Linked DNA regions of Ovis aries: region 2 is linked to region 1. A link is a contact called in public Hi-C data. All regions are on one chromosome and are shown on one strand. The core of a region is the stretch at or near the end of the contact, and the rest is flanking DNA. Distances in the headings are between cores, read along the strand shown. Region 1 holds the start of KIF14 (kinesin family member 14). Region 2 overlaps CAMSAP2 (calmodulin regulated spectrin associated protein family member 2).

The links. Hi-C and Micro-C count contacts between places; a contact is called where the count stands out from the background.
Region 2: a contact with region 1 is called in a Hi-C map of liver, with 1.9 times the contacts expected there. The contact joins the enhancer-like site here to the promoter of KIF14 in region 1. A contact is called at or near these places in 3 of 16 Hi-C or Micro-C datasets (liver, skin fibroblasts and tail adipose tissue).

Annotation. Positions count from the first base shown.
Region 1 is chr12:78,688,275-78,696,089 of ARS-UI_Ramb_v3.0, forward strand. It overlaps KIF14 (kinesin family member 14), which reads right to left and starts at 5,167. Exons shown (of 30, transcript XM_042229316.1): 1 at 5,111-5,167; 2 at 530-1,725. The coding sequence starts at 1,611. LOC114117396 (U6 spliceosomal RNA) reads right to left here and starts at 7,328; the gene lies at 7,222-7,328.
Region 2 is chr12:78,793,271-78,801,085 of ARS-UI_Ramb_v3.0, forward strand. All of the region lies in intron 1 of CAMSAP2 (calmodulin regulated spectrin associated protein family member 2), which reads left to right. Among named protein-coding and RNA genes, the nearest start is that of CAMSAP2, 16 kb to the left of the region's middle. Within about 2 kb of position 2,836, at least 3 of the 54 cell types and tissues checked have an H3K27ac peak or open chromatin away from gene starts, as enhancers often do. A contact at or near this core is called in liver, where this site is marked.

The DNA.
Region 1 (7,815 bases), core at 3,917-6,416:
CTCTGTGAAGTCTTCACAGTTGTCCTCAAAGCATTTAAAGATAATCAGATGCTACGGTCACACCAGGCGAGTCTGTCCGTTCTCGCCCACAGGCACTCATGGGGAGATTTTTTGCGGTCAAAGTCAAACCTCACAGATCAGTGTGTGTACAACCACACGTCATAGATGATACGGCGGTAACCACCACCCTGGAAAGGGTTTTGGAAGGACCTGTTTGGGGAACGAGCAACCAGCTGTTGCTCTTTTTAAGGGAAAAGGTAGAAGACACCACCATCTATGACAGATTTGAAAGCAGGCTCTGCCTTAGGGACTGACGTCAGTCAGACGTTTAAAACAGATATATCTGGAGAAACTTCCATTTGCAAAATATGGTGGTTTTGATTTTTTTGTTTTACAGCCAATCATCGAAAATATCCACATACTACCACCGAACCGGGAAGTTCCATCTATAAAAAGGCAGTGCCAGCCAGCATGAACACGCACCAACACGCAGAGCAGGTTGGCCTCGGATAAAAAGCGGGTCACGTACCGGCTGCTGAAAGGCCTGACTCTGACCGCCACTGTCACTTGGCTGCTCTCCACCTTCAGGGGCCCTGTTTCTGCAGAGGTTTTCTGAAGTGCGGCTTCTTCCTCAAGAAGGAATGTATTTTCCCGTGACCTTTCCCTCTGACTTGCAAGAAGAGAGCTCTGGGGCGTCTGTTTAACTTGCAGGGTGGGCCTCTTGCTTCTCAGAACCAAGGCAGCGGGGCTCGGAGGCTGCAGGACGCCACGCCTAGGTGTCGACCTGAGCTCTGAAATACACTTGAAGGGTGTCCTTTTCTCTAAGCTTTCAAATCTACGTGGAAGTTTCGTGGCTTCCTTCTCAGCACCCCTGTGATGCGAGGCCCCTGCTCCTGACTCTCTGGTCTCCAACCTGCTCTCAGTGGGCCTAACTGCCACGCACGGTGTGCGAACAGCTTCAGTCTGACTCTGGGAACCGGCGGGTGCTCGCTCACGTAGGGACTTAAGGGCAACGTTCTCACCCACCCCACTGAGGGCAGAACGCGTCGCTGCGCATTTTCCATCAGCCTTCATTTCAGGGTCTTTGGGGTCTGGAGTTAAAGGCACAGAAGGTGCAACAGGCAAGTCTTTATCACTGCTTACAGCTTTTACACTTATACCAGTTTCTGGTGAAGGCCGACTATTTTCTGTCCTGCCGCCCACGTCCTGCATTCCTTTCCACTTTCCCATGTAATCTGTCTTAGTCCGACGCTGTAATGCAAGGCGTGTTTCTGCCGTTTTCGCACCGGCGTCTCCCGACTCACGACCAAGCAAAGAGGGTTCCTTGCTCCTGGTCGCTCTCCTCTGAAGTGTCAACCTCCCCACAGGGTTAGGAAGGAGGCGTGTGTCTTCTGTTTTCTTACAGGCAGAAATAACGTAAGTGCTGTTGATGTCTCTGACTTTACTTGCAGATCTCAGTAACGGATCATCATTTTCACACTCTGACGAGTCTGACCTCGGATGCAGCTTCAGCTTGCTGCCCTGGGGGAGGACACTCAGGGATGACGTCTTTGTGGAAGGAATACCAAGGAGATCTCTGTCGTTTCTGCTGTGTGCGGTGGAGGCTGACATGGTGGCAGAAGGTTATTTTTAAGAAGAATGTTGCTGAAGAAATGCTAAGCTCTATCTTTAGACATTCATTTGACTTCCGGCCATTTCTTATGCAACAGTTTCCAAAATTATCTGCTAAAATAAAATAAATAAAATTTAAACTGCGCAGATTACAAACAGGCTTTAAAAACACAAGGACCTTCCATGGGAAAGTGACTTCTCAGGGGCATATATTAGGTCATGATCTCCACTGAGATATCGTTCCCAGGCAGCTTCGGACAAATCTCTGACCTCAAAGACCATACAGTCATTGCTCAACAAACATGTGCTAAGATCCCATGAGGTGCCAGGCCCTCTGGTGGATACTATGAATTTCAAAGACAAAACTCTGCTTTCATTTCCTTAGTCTAGAGAGAATGCACAGATAAAGACGGCATCAGGTCAAATGTGCCAGGTGACTTAAAAAGATGTAAAAAGCACATGTCAAAGAAGATATAAGAATAGTCAATGAGCACATGAAATGATGCTCATCAGGGAAGAGCAAGTCAAACTATAATGAGATGCCACACCATACCCATTAAAGAAACTATCAAAAAAAAAAAAAAAAGCAGAAAACAAGTATGGACCAGAACATGGAGAAACGGGTAAGCTCGTAGACTGTTGCTGGGAATGTAAAATGGTACAACCACTGTGAAAAACAGAAGGGATGGCCTCAAAAAATTAAAATTAGCATATACTAAGTCGCTTCAGTTGTGTCCGACTCTTTGCGACCCCAGGGACTATCGTCCACCAGACTCCGCTGTCTGTGGGATTGTCCAGGCAAGAATACTGACCGGAGAGGGTTGCCATGCCGTCTTCCAGGGGATCTTCCCGAGCCAGGGATCGAGTCCACCCCTCTTACGTCTCCTGCGTTGGCAGGCAGGTTCTTCACTAGTGCCACCAAATTAGCATATGATCTAGCAATTCCACCTCCGGGTATACACCAGAAAGGATTGAGAGCAGGGTCTCAAATGAAGGGATATCGGCCTACCCGTGTTCACAGCAGCATCATTCATAACAGAGAAAGTGGGGAAGCAACTCGAATGTCCACTGACCGATGAACGGCCTACCAAAATGTGGTATATCCATACAATGGAAAATTATTCAGCCTTCAAAAGGAAAGGAATTCTGCAATATGCTACAATATTGGTGAACCTTGAGGACATTATATTAAGTGAAATAAACCAGTCCCCAAAAGACGAATAATATATGATACCACTTATATCAAGTACTTATAGTAGTTAAAATCAGCAGCAGAAAGTATAATGGTGGTGGCTAGGGAAGGGAGCACGGAGAGTTATTATTTAATAGATGCAGAATTTCAGACTGACCAGATAACTAGAGTTACGGGGTAGATGGCAGTGATGACCATGTATTTAAGGATGTACATGTACATTTAAAAATGGTTAAAATGAATAAATGCTAGAAAAGAGAACATGTCAGCAGAGATTTTTTTAAGTGCCCCCAGTTTGGGGGGCAGCGAGGGGGACTAACAGACACCCCAGCACCAAAGTTAAAGACCGGAGTAAAGCATTTCTGCAGGTGCTGAATGCACTCGACATGCAAGAACGCCTCGGGGAGATGAGCCAGAGAGGTGTCACAAGGCAGCTCATACCCAAATAAGTACCAGAGACAATAAATACAAGCACTGTAAAGTAATCGCTTGTGTTGAGAAAACTTATGCAAGATCAGTTAAGTATTCAGCCTGCCCTCTAGCAGTCAGACAACAAAGTTGACAGGAATGTAAGCAAATACGTGTCAACAATATCTATCCAGTAGTCACGGAGAAGGCAGCGGCACCCCACTCCAGTACTCTTGCCTGGAAAACCCCATGGGCGGAGGAGCCTGGTAGGCTGCAGTCCATGGGGTCGCAGAGAGTGGGACACGACTGAGCGACTTAGCAGCAGCAGCAGCAGCAGTCATGTTTAGAAGAAAAGAGAACAGCAGACACAGCTGAGGTCTGACTTCCCGTCAACGCTGCATCCAACTGGTTATACTGACGTGAACAAGTCTTTAAATTTGCATGTCTGATTCTAACTTGCAAAATGACATCTGATGAAACTATTTCATTGTGAAGGCAAAGAAAGGAACCCTCATTTAAAACAGAGTGAGGGGTGGGAGTGCAGGGTATCTGAACAGGAGCTCTCATGTTTTATCCCTTGCTATATTCACAGACTCTACAGGAAGAAGCTACTTCACATCCCAGGGCAAAGAGGAAGAAAAGGTTTCATCCTCACCCAGCAACGGCCCAGTCAATGAAAAACTAGCAGCTCAGCCACTAGGAGGCCATCACCACCCAGGCTGTCCCTCTCCTCTGACCCGCTGTCATTGAATTCCCTCCTTTTCTCCACACAGGCAGGCCTCATCTGGCTTAGGGGCTTCGCTTTGTTGCCCCTTCTGCATTTTTGTTACAAACTGAATGTTTGTAGCAACCATGTGTCAACAAGTCAGTGCCATTTTCCCAAGTGAGCATCTGCTCTCTTCAGGTCTGCGTCCCAGCTCTGGAAATTCCCACACTTTAAACATTTCCATTAGATGCTACTGGTCAAGGCGATCTGTGGCCAGTGGAATTGATGTTAGTAGGAGGACTCCTGAAGGTTCTGATGATGGTTACCGTTTTTACCAACCAAGTATTCTAAATGAAGGCATATACATTGTTCTTTAGACATAATACTACTGCACACATAACAGGCTACCATATAGGACCATATAGGATCCTACCATATAGGATTCTTCAATGAAACAAAACGTTCAGGAGACTGGCGGCGCGGTCCCCCTGAGCGCACACAATCTGGGAGGCGGAACCAGCTGCCCCTCTCCTGGGGCTGGTCCCCACTTGAAGCTCGCCGTGAGTTGCAGCTCTCTACTGCTCCCACAGAGACTCGTCCTGCTAATACAGCAACTAACCGTCGTATTTTTAAAATCAACCCCAGAGATCATGACTCTGGAGGTACAAAACAACAGAGGTTCATTTTTAAGTAACCTGTGCAAGTTCTAAATCACTAACAATCATGCCAGGATCGAAGCATCTCCCATCACCTTCTAACTAAAAGCAGGCAATCTTTTAGTTAAAGATTTCCTGATACGGAAGTAAATACAGAAACAAGAAGAAACCGAGGACTTGACCCGCAGCTGAAAACCGGCTGCTATTTACAAGGAGCACGAAGCTCGGGGTCTGAGGAGGGGCGGGGGTACGCCCCGGGACACTGGAGGGAAGGGGTGCCCAGACCCCGGGGTGGGCTCTCAGCGGCCACCCCGCCGCCCGGCGGCCACGCGCCCGGAAGACGCCCTCCGAGGGGTCCGCGGCGGGGAGGGCGCGGCCCGATCCCGCCCCTGGCCCTCCCGGGAGAACCCCGGCCCGCCCCCCTTGGAGACCCTCGCACCCGGCCCCGGGGACCCCCGGCCCTCCCGGACTCCCGAGCTGTCCACCCACCCCACCCTCGCCCGCACCGACGCGCCGCGCCCGGACCACAGCCCCCACCTCGCAGGCTCCTGGCCTCCTCGCGCCGCTCACGCCTCCGCTGCCGCCCCGCGGTTTGAATACGCGCCCCGCCCTCTGATTGGCTGCCGGGCGCCGCGCACGCACGTCTTCCCGGAAACGCGCGCGCATCTCCTAGGCAACGGCCCCGCCCCCTGGGTTGGGCGCGCCGCGCAGGGACGCGGGCGGCCGGGGCGCGGACTGCGGGCTGGGGGCGCGCTCGAGGGGGCGGGGGCGCGGACTTCGAGCGGCGGGGGCGCGCTCGGGGTGCTTGGCGGAGGACGCGAACGTTGATGCCCTTGTCCAGCCCCGGAGCAAAATGAGCACCATCCGTCCGCGTCGCCCCCGGACCTCTCTGTGCAGAAATAACTGCGTGCCCCCTCGGTAGCCACAGCCATTCACGGTTTTCTAGGATTTCGAGTGCAAAGCCTAGTGATAGGAAGTGCGCTGAATGTCTTAGATGGAAGTTTTTCATTTAATCCTGAGTACCTTACCAGGTAAATATTAACATGATCCCCCAGGTTACCAATGAGGGGCTGAAGTTTACAATTAAACTTGTGAAAAATTAGACAGCTAGCTGGCGGTGCAACTAGAATTACAAGCCCACCCCGTGAGATACAACTCGGTTTCTAGAAAAATCCTAATAAGGTTTTGAAGCACGAAAAGATAAGTATACTTGCTGAAAACTAACCAGATGAACGAGACGAGCTCTAGTCGAAAAGATATTTTAAAGTAACTTTCTTAAATAGCGAAAAGTGCAGGTAAAGAAATTGGATTCAGCGGGATAGAAAGAGAAATTAGAAGGGACTCTGAATGCATAGAAAAATTGAATGTATAATAAAATGCTCGTTCTAAAACTCTCTCTAAAAATCATTCTAAAATTTATTGAAATTAAGTTATAGAGCAACCATCAGAAAAAAAGAATGTAGTATTTATCAGGTCTATGGGAAAATAATCAAGTCTAGAGAGCAAAAGAAGCTATGGCAAAGGAGAAGACCAACAAACACAAATACATAAAAATTCTAAACTCATACATAGTTCACAATAGTGAAAATAAAATGTAGTAAACTACAAAAATACATTAAATATGACAGAAGATATAAAGATACCTTTCAACATAACAAGTAAAAAAAGTTTATAAGTAGAAACGGATAGTTCAGTTCAGTTCAGTTGCTCAGTCATGTCCAACTCTTTGTGACCCCATGAACCACAACATGCCAGGCCTCCCTGTCCATTGCCAAATCCTGGAGCTTGCTCAAACTCATGTCCATTGAGTGGGTGATGCCATCCAACAATCTCATCCTCTGTCATCCCATTCTCCTCCTGCCTTCAATCTTTCCCAGCATCAGGGTCTTTTCCAATGAGTCTGTTCTTCACATCTGGCCAAAGTATTGGAGTTTCAGCTTCAGCATCAGTCCTTCCAATGAACACCCAGGACTGATCCCCTTTAGAATGGACTAATTGGATCTTCTTGCAGTCCAAGGGACTCTCAAGAGTCTTCTCCAACACCACAGTTCAAAAGCATCAATTCTTTGGCACTCAGCTTTCCTCATAGTCCAACTCTCACATCCATACATGACTACTGGAAAAACCATAGCCTTGACTAGACGGACCTTTGTTGACTATGTAATGTCTCTGCTTTTTAATATGCTGTCTAGGTTGGTCACAACTTTCCTTCCAAGGAGTAAGTATCTTTTAATTTCATGAACGTAATCACCACCTGCAGTGATTTTGGAGCCCCCAAAAATAAAGTCTGACACTGTTTCCACTGTTTCCCCATCTATTTGCCATGAAGTGACAGGACCAGATCCCATGATCTTAGTTTTCTGAATGTTGAGCTTTAAGCCAACTTTTTCACTCTCCTCTTTCACTATTTACTCAACAAGTATTTATTAAGCTTCTTTCACATGTCAGACCTTAGACTAAGCAGTAGGGGTAGGAGTGAGTGGGTGTGGACCCTCCTCTCAAGCAGCTTACCAATTTCTGTCTCTAGAAATGTGCACTTTTAATTCTGATGCAAAAATCACTGGTACTGAAATTTTAAAACTTTTTTTACACTTATACCTAAATTTTTTTTTTTTTACAGTTGCATTTAATGACTGGGTTTTTTTTTTTTAAATATGGAACACTTCACGAATTTGCGTGTCATCCTTGCGCAGGGGCCATGCTAATCTTCTCTGTATCGTTCCAATTTTAGTATATGTGCTGCCAAAGCGAGCACTAATGACTGGGTTTTACAGTTTATTTTTATCTGAATTATTTTTGTGTGTACAGCCACTCACTTCTATCCCTACCGCTTAGTGTAAGGTCTGACATGTAAAAGAAGTAAATACCAGACCCCTCTAGAAAGCAATATGATCATTTATAGAAGGAAACATAAAGAGATTCATATTCTTTGCCCTAGTTACTGCACTACAAAAATTTATTCTTAGAAAATGTTTCAGTAGAAACCAAATAGTCTGTGGGCCCCAAACATAAAAACTCTCCATGGCTTACCATGAAAGCATGCATTAAATGATTAAAAATAAGGGGGAAAAATAATAAATTATATTAGAACAATTAAAGTCATTAAAGTTACAATGCCAAATTAACTAGCAGACAGTGCATGGCCTAAGGGCCTGCTTCCGCCCCAGACTGTGAGCACAGGATGGAGCAGGGCTTTGTCTGTGTCCCCCTGGGCCCCCCGTGCCTGGCACAGAGCACCTTCA
Region 2 (7,815 bases), core at 1,586-4,085, 100 kb after region 1:
GGAGCAGTGGAGGCCCGGGGGCTGAGGCGCTTCCCTGCACCCCTCCCGGCACCTGCTGCCAGCCCGTCGTCTTTGGCTTTCTTCCCTCTTGTTCTCTGACGTCTCCTCTCTTTCCCCTCCCTCCCTCCCCGCACCCCCTCCACTGCCCCTTCTCTCCTCCCTGTCTCTCTGGTGGCAGGTGCACCTTGGTGCCCCCTGCCTTCCTGGGGGCCTGGCCCAGGACACCCAGGAGGCACCCGAGGGGAACCACCGGGCAGCCCCGCCCTCTGGTCCCCCACCCTCTGGCCTCCCAGGATCGGACGGCTGGGGGTGGGGGAGACGTGGGAAGTCCCGGCTCTCAGCACCCCTGGCATGTCTGAGCCTGCAGTGTCTGTCTGTTTCCTTTATTAAAGTGTGTTTTTGTCTTAGAAAAACTGTAGGCCACTTATTTTACAGAAGGTCCCTCGATGTGGATCTGTCAAACGTGTCTTCATGACAGAGTCAAGTCCCGCAGGTCGGGCAGGGTGGCCGCCGAAGCGGCGCTGTGTTTCCAGTGGGTCGTGCCAGAGGCACACGATGCGCATTCAGTTGTTGAGGTGGACTTTAATCTCTCTCTTAAAAAAAAAAGTTTCTTTTTGATCGCGCTGGGTCTTTGTTGCTGCCTGTGGGCGCTCTAGTCACGGTGCTTCCCTCGTGGAGCCCGGGCTCTCGCTGCACGAGCCTCAGTAGCTGTGGTGCGCGGGCTCAGTGGTTGTGTCTCGAGGGCCCTGGAGCGTGCAGGCGTCAGGAGCTGTGCAGGGCTTAGTGGTTCCTCCTCAGCGTGTGGAATCTTCCCGGACCAGGGGTCGACCCGTGTCCCCTGCATCAGCAAGTGGGTTCTTACCCACTGTGCCACCAGGCGACTCCAGATTTTGGCCTCTTGCTTCAGGTGGTATCTGCTACTTTTCTCCACTGTGAGATTATTATTTTCCATTTTTAATTAAGAAGCAATTTGCGGGGAGATAACTTGAAACATCCTGTTCATCAAACTTCGGCCCACTGGCTTGGCACCCACAATGATTCTTGCTTGAGTCAGTTATTACCCCGTTTACTGTATCCCAGTTTTAGTTGGTATTCTGCTACAAGGAAGAGTTTTCCCTTCTTTTTCTTTCACACACTTATTTATCTGGTTACATCAGGATGGACATTCTCATTCATTCAAGCGGGTTATAATCGCTTGGTGTCATTATTTATTTGATGTTCAGATTGTCTTAGGTTTGGCTGATTGGAGTCTCCTTCCAGTGGAGTCCTGCGAGCTGACACGGCCCCCTGTTGGCTCTGACACTTCCTGGCACGCGCATGCACGGGTTCTTAGCTGAGCGTGTGCTTTGCTGGTCCAGCTCGGGAGGAAGCAGCCACTTCTTGAGGAGTCCTGGTTGCTTTCGTGGGAGGGTCTTGGAGACCAGAATGGAGGTGCGCTCTGGCAGCTGCTGGGGCTCAGCAGACGTGACCTGCGGCTCAGGTGCTCTGTCGCCGTCAGAGGCGCGTGGCAGTTGCCGTGTGCTCACGCTGACTCTTCCTATCGGAGGCCGGCTGCACGGAACTCGCCCTCACCTTCCCCTCACCCTGTGCGTTACTGCCCCTGCCGCCCAGGAACCTGGCTCTGGGCTTGGGGTTGAGGTTCCCCAGCGTCCTGGAGGCTGGTGAGGATCTGCAGCTCGGAAGAGGCCCTTGTGTCTCTCAGGGCAGCGGGAGGGGTGGGGTGGGGACTTAACCCCTGGGGTGCAGCGTGGAGGGACGGGGAGCCCCTGCCCGTGCTGTGCTCCGGGCGCCCTTCTGGGTGCTGATGCCGAGGATGGGAAAGGGCCCGCTCTCCTGGAGGCTGTGGTGAGGAGGGAATAGCAGACCCGGGTATCATGGGACAGCAGTCATGAGAACAGGATGACCGATGGGAAGAGGGGTCTGGGGATGATGGCTCACAGCTCCCGTGGGAGGGTGAGGGCTGACTGGGCCTTGTGGAGCCCAGAGACTCAGTGTCTGTGGCGCACTGGCCGGCCCGGAGGGGCAGAGGGTGAGGTCCAGAGCCGGGGAGGCAGACGCCTGACACACGTGGGCAGCGGGGGACGGCCTGAACTCGGGGAGAGGATGACTGCACTCAGGGACCCCCATCAAGTAAGACAGGGCTCCAGAGCGCCAGCATGGCAGCACTCTGCCATGCAGCTTCCCGCTGCTGGTGAATTAGGCTAACTGAAAACCACTCAGGTTTTGAGAGGGAATGCTGCTGTAGAAGTCAGGTGGCCCAGGGGGAATTCTCAGGGCTTTCAAAGCAGAGAGGAGGAGTAGATTGGGGTTGCTAGTGCAGAATCTGGGACTTGAGGGGAAATTTGAAATCTGTGCATATCTTTAGAACAAGGCCAATGACTAAAATTTTACACAGTAACGTTTCCAACCATCAGATGCCCGTTGCGTGCACTGGGCACGGAGCTGCTGCGCTGTGAGTCGTGGGAATAAGAGGCCTGGGCCTGGGTGAGTCCCTCCTTGTCAACAGTGGGTTTAGGAACTGTCCGTCATTTTGACAGGCAGACTCTTTGTAACTTAATCTTTGATTCCTGGTACTAGGATTTTTTTTCTTTAAGGTTACTGATCATTTTTGTGTCCTTTGGTTGATGTAGAGTTCAAGCTCTAGGCTTTACTTTCACTTGGAGTTTTTGATACTCACAGATTCTGTCTTAGTAATTGTCTTAGACACAGTTTTTAGATTCGGAAATTAAGGCAGCATTCCCCTGGCTGAGTAGTGACATTTCTGAAATGCACTCCCCTCATACCGTTACTGGTGCTGACTCAGCTCTGTGGGGAAGGCCCCTGAGCAAGACTGTTGCTGTGCTCTCTGCCCGTGCCTGAGCCTCTCAGGTGGTTGTGAGTTTCAAAGCTTTGCTCTAGCCAGGGTTTATTTATAGTAACAGGAGCGTGGTAGGTTCTCGCTTCAGTCCTGGTACACGAGAAAAACTTGTCTCTTCTCCGTTGCAATTCTGGGAGTGGAGTTTCAGTTTTCTCAAGTGTTAATGTCTTATCTTCTTGTGCTCTGGAGATGAGGGGGAGGGTGGAAGTTCTGACCTTTGGTTTTGCCTGTTGATTTTCTGATATGCAGTTCCAGTTCATTTGACCTAAAAAGTGGTGCAGCTCCAGACTGTGGTTTCGAAGAGCGGCAGTTTTGTGCTGTTTGCGAAATGATAGGCATTCTTGACATTGTCGCTTCAGCATGTGCAGTTCTTGAAGTCTTGTTCCTAAAAGGGACCTGCTTTACGATGCTCAGTACGCAGTTTTGCATTCTTTAAGGATGGAATGATCTGTTTTTGTCATATTCTTAAAACATTCTGAGACTTGCTATGGCTCCTTTCCCTTTTCCTTGCATTGAAATTTTTTGAAACTTACACTTTCATAACTTAGACTTGTGGGTACATCACAGCGCAATGAAAATAGCCCCTAAGCTGTCCTCTTCCACCTTCCAGTTTTGTGATCCTGGCAGACCATTGTTATTTTTGAATCTGTTTAGCTACATGGTTTAGAGTTAAGACTCTGTATTTATCAGCTGTGTACCTTTGGCACAATACCTGTCTTGAGTTCCTTATATGTAGAACAGGGACAAGAGAATATTCGTGCACACTGCTTGCACAGAAAAGCCCTTAGTGAACATCAGTTCAGTTCAGTTCAGTTCAGTCGCTCAGTCGTGTCCGACTCTTTGCGACCCCATGAATCGCAGCGCGCCAGGCCGCCCTGTCCATCACCAACTCCCGGAGTTCACTCAGACTCATGTCCATCGAGTCAGTGATGCCATCCAGCCATCTCATCCTCTGTTGTCCCCTTCTCCTCCTGCCCCCAATCCCTCCCAGCATCAGGGTCTTTTCCAGTGAGTCAACTCTTCTCATGAGGTGGCCAGAGTACTGGAGTTTCAGCTTTAGCATCACTCCTTCCAATGAACACCCAGAACTGATCTCTTCCAGAATGGACTGGTTGGATCTCCTTGCAGTCCAAGGGACTCTCAAGAGTCTTCTCCAACACCACAGTTCAAAAGCATCAATTCTTCGGCGCTCAGCTTTCTTCACAGTCCAACTCTCACATCCATACATGACCACTGGAAAAAACATAGCCTTGGCTAGATGGACCTTTGTTGGCAAAGTAATGTCTCTGCTTTTGAATATGCTGTCTAGGTTGGTCATAACTTTCCTTCCAAGGACTAAGCGTCTTTTAATTTCATGGCTGCAGTCAACCATCTGCAGTGATTTTGGAGCCCTAAACAATAAAGTCTGACACTGTTTCCACTGTTTCCCATCTATTTGCCATGAAGTGATGGGACCGGATGCCATGATCTTTTTTTCTGAATGTTGAGCTTTAAGCCAACTTTTTCACTCTCCTCCTTCATGTTCATCAAGAGGCTTTTTAGTTCCTCTTCACTTTCTGCCATAAGGGTGGTGTCATCTGCATATCTGAGGTTATTGATATTTCTCCCGGCAATCTTGATTCCAGCTTGTGTTTCTTCTAGCCCAGCGTTTCTCATGATGTACTCTGCATAGACGTTAAATAAGCAGGGTGACAATATATAGCCTTGACATACTCCTTTTCCTATTTGGAACCAGTCTGTTGTTCCATGTCCAGTTCTAACTTTTGCTTCCTGACCTGCATACAGGTTTCTCAAGAGGCAGGTCAGGTGGTCTGGTATTCCCATCTCTTGAAGAATTTTCCACAGTTTATTCTGATCCACACCTTCAAAGGCTTTGGCATAGTCAATCAAGCAGAAATAGATGTTTTTCTGGAACTCTCTTGCTTTTTCCATGATCCCGTGGATGTTGGCAATTGGATCTCTGGTTCCTCTGCCTTTTCTAAATCCAGCTTGAACATCTGGAAGTGCACAGTTCACATATTGCTGAAGCCTGGCTTAGAGAATTTTGAGCATTACTTTACTAGCATCTGAGATGAGTGCAATTGTGCAGTAGTTTGAGCTTTCTTTGGCATTGCGTTTCTTTGGGATTGGAATGAAAACTGGCCTTTTCCAGTCCTGTGGCCACTGCTGAGTTTTCCAAATGTGCTGGCATGTTGAATGCAGCACTTTCACAGCATCATCTTTCAGGATTTGAAACAGCTCAACTGGAATTCCGTCACCTCGACTAGCTTTGTTCATAGTGATGCTTTCTAAGGCCCACTTGACTTCACTTTCCAGGATGTCTGGCTCTAGATGAGTGATCACACCATCATGATTATCCGGGTCATGAAGATCTTTTTTGTACAGTTCTTCTGTGTATTCTTGCCACCTCTTCTTAATATCTTCTGCTTCTGTTAGGTCCCTACCATTTCTGTCCTTTATTGAGCCCATCTTTGTATGAAATGTTCCCTTGGTATCCCTAATTTTCTTGAAGAGATCTCTAATCGTTCCCATTCTGTTGTTATTAACACAGTCCTAATATTTATGTGTATATTGTCTGGTTTGACAGTTTTACCAAGTTGTGATAAAGCTCATGGGTGGGGAAGGATGTGAACGCAGTGTGTAGATGTGATTGGATGTACAGTGTGGTGGAAAGTTTGTAGGCTGATGACAAACAGTCAGTTTGTACAACTGGCGTTTGGGTACCAAGTCACCTGTGATGTTCACTTTTCATTGTTGCAGGAAAAAAGTCTATATGTATACATTTTATAATCATCTTAAAATCATTCACTTAAAATGATTTCACTTTTAAATTTGTTCTACTGGTAGCTTCCGTTTGGTTCCTGGGATGCAGGCATCTAAATGGACACTGACCCTGCATTCTGTGGTTTATGACAAAGCTTGCCGTCACCCTGCGGAGTCTGTCAGGTTTAAGGCTGGCTCACAGCTGGTTAATGCGGCTCTGAAGGAAGGGAAGAATTTTCAATTATTAAATGAGGATATTTTTAGATGTCTCCAAAATCCCAAATTGGTCCAGCTACTCCTGACCTCTTTCCACGGTCCAGCATCCCCAGTTGCCTTCCGCACATCTCCGCTTGGGGGTTTCTGCTGCTGTTCCAGGCTCAGCGTGTCTGGAGCTAAAGTCGCAGTCCTGCTTCTGCAGCAGATGCTTCCTTGGTCTCCCTCCCTCTGTTGGTGGCATGCCTCTTGCCTTGATCACCTCTGGGCACCGTCTGGCCCCTTCTCGCTGCTTTGTGCCTGGGCCCTCAGGGTTGTCCCTGTCCTTCCCTTCCTGTTGGCATCGCTGCCCTGCCTCCTTCCCGTGTCATTTCCTGGTCTCTGCAGCCTCACCGTCAGTACTGAATACTAGATTAACTGTCCCCAGGCATCAGTCATAATGGGTCACTTTCCTCCTATAAAACTGTCGGCAGATCCTTCAGTTCAGATCAGTCACTCAGTCGTGGCTAACTCTTTGCAACCCCATAGACTGCAGCATGCCAGGCCTCCCTGTCCATCACCAACTCCCGGAGTTCACTCAGGCTCATGTCCATCTAGTCGGTGATGCCATCCAACCATCTCATCCTCTGTCATCCCCTTCTCCTCCCGCCTTCAGTTTTTCCCAGCATCACCGTCTTTTCCAGTGACTCAGCTCTTCGCATCAGGTGGCCAAAGTATTGGAGTTTCAGCTTCAGCATCAGTCCTTCCAGTGAATATTCAAGGCTGATATCCTTTAGGATGGACTGGTTGGATCTCCTTGCAGTCCAAGGGACTGCAAGTCCAAGAAGTCTCAAGAAGTCCAAGTCTCAAGAGTCTTCTCCAACACCACAGTTGAAAAGCATCAGTTCTTTGGCACTCAGCTTTCTCTATAGTCCAGCTCTCACATCTATACATGACTACTGGAAAAACTGTAGCTTTGACTAGATGGACCTTTGTTGGCAAAGTAATGTCTCTGCTTTTTAATATGCATTGGAGAAGGAAATGGCAACCCACTCCAGTGTTCTTGCCTGGAGAATCCCAGGGGCAGGGGAGCCTGGTGGGCTGCCGTCTATGGGGTCGCACAGCGTTGGACACGACTGAAGTGATTTAGCAGCAGCAGCATCTAGGTTGGTCATAACTTTTCTTCCAAGGAGTAAGTGTCTTTTGATTTCATGGCTGCAATCACCATCTGCAGTGATTTTGGAGCCCCCCAAAATAAAGTCTGACACTGTTTCCACTGTTTCCCCATCTATTTCACATGAAGTGATGGGACCGGATGCCATGATCTTCGTTTTCTGAATGTTGAGCTTTAAGCCAACTTTTCCACTCCTCTTTCACTTTCATCAAGAGGCTCTTTAGGCTTTTTCTGCCATAAGGGTGGTGTCATCTGCATATCTGAGGTTATTGATATTTCTCCCAGCAATCTTGATTCCAGCTTGTGCTTCTTCCAGCCCAGCGTTTCTCATGACGTACTCTGAATATAAGTTAAATAAACAGGGTGACAATATACAGCCTTGATGTACTCCTTTTCCTATTTGGAACCAGTCTGTTGTCCCATGTCCAGTTCTAACTGTTGCTTCCTGACCTGCATACAGGTTTCTCAAGAGGCAGGTCAGGTGGTCTGGTATTCCCATCTCTTGAAGAATTTTCCACAGTTTTTTATGATCCACACAGTCAGAGGCTTTGCAATAGTCATTAAAGCAGAAATAGATGTTTTTCTGGAACTCTCTTGCTTTTTCCATTATCCAGCGGTTTTTGGCGATTTGATTTCTGGTTCCTCTGCCTTTTCTAAAACCAGCTTGAACATCTGGAAGTTCACGGTTCATATACTGTTGAAGCCTGGCTTGGAGAATTTTGAGCATTACTTTACTAGCATGTGAGATGAGTGCAATTGTGCGGTAGTTTGAGCATTCTTTGGCATTGCCTTTCTTTGGGATTGGAGTGAAAACTGACCTTTTCCAGTC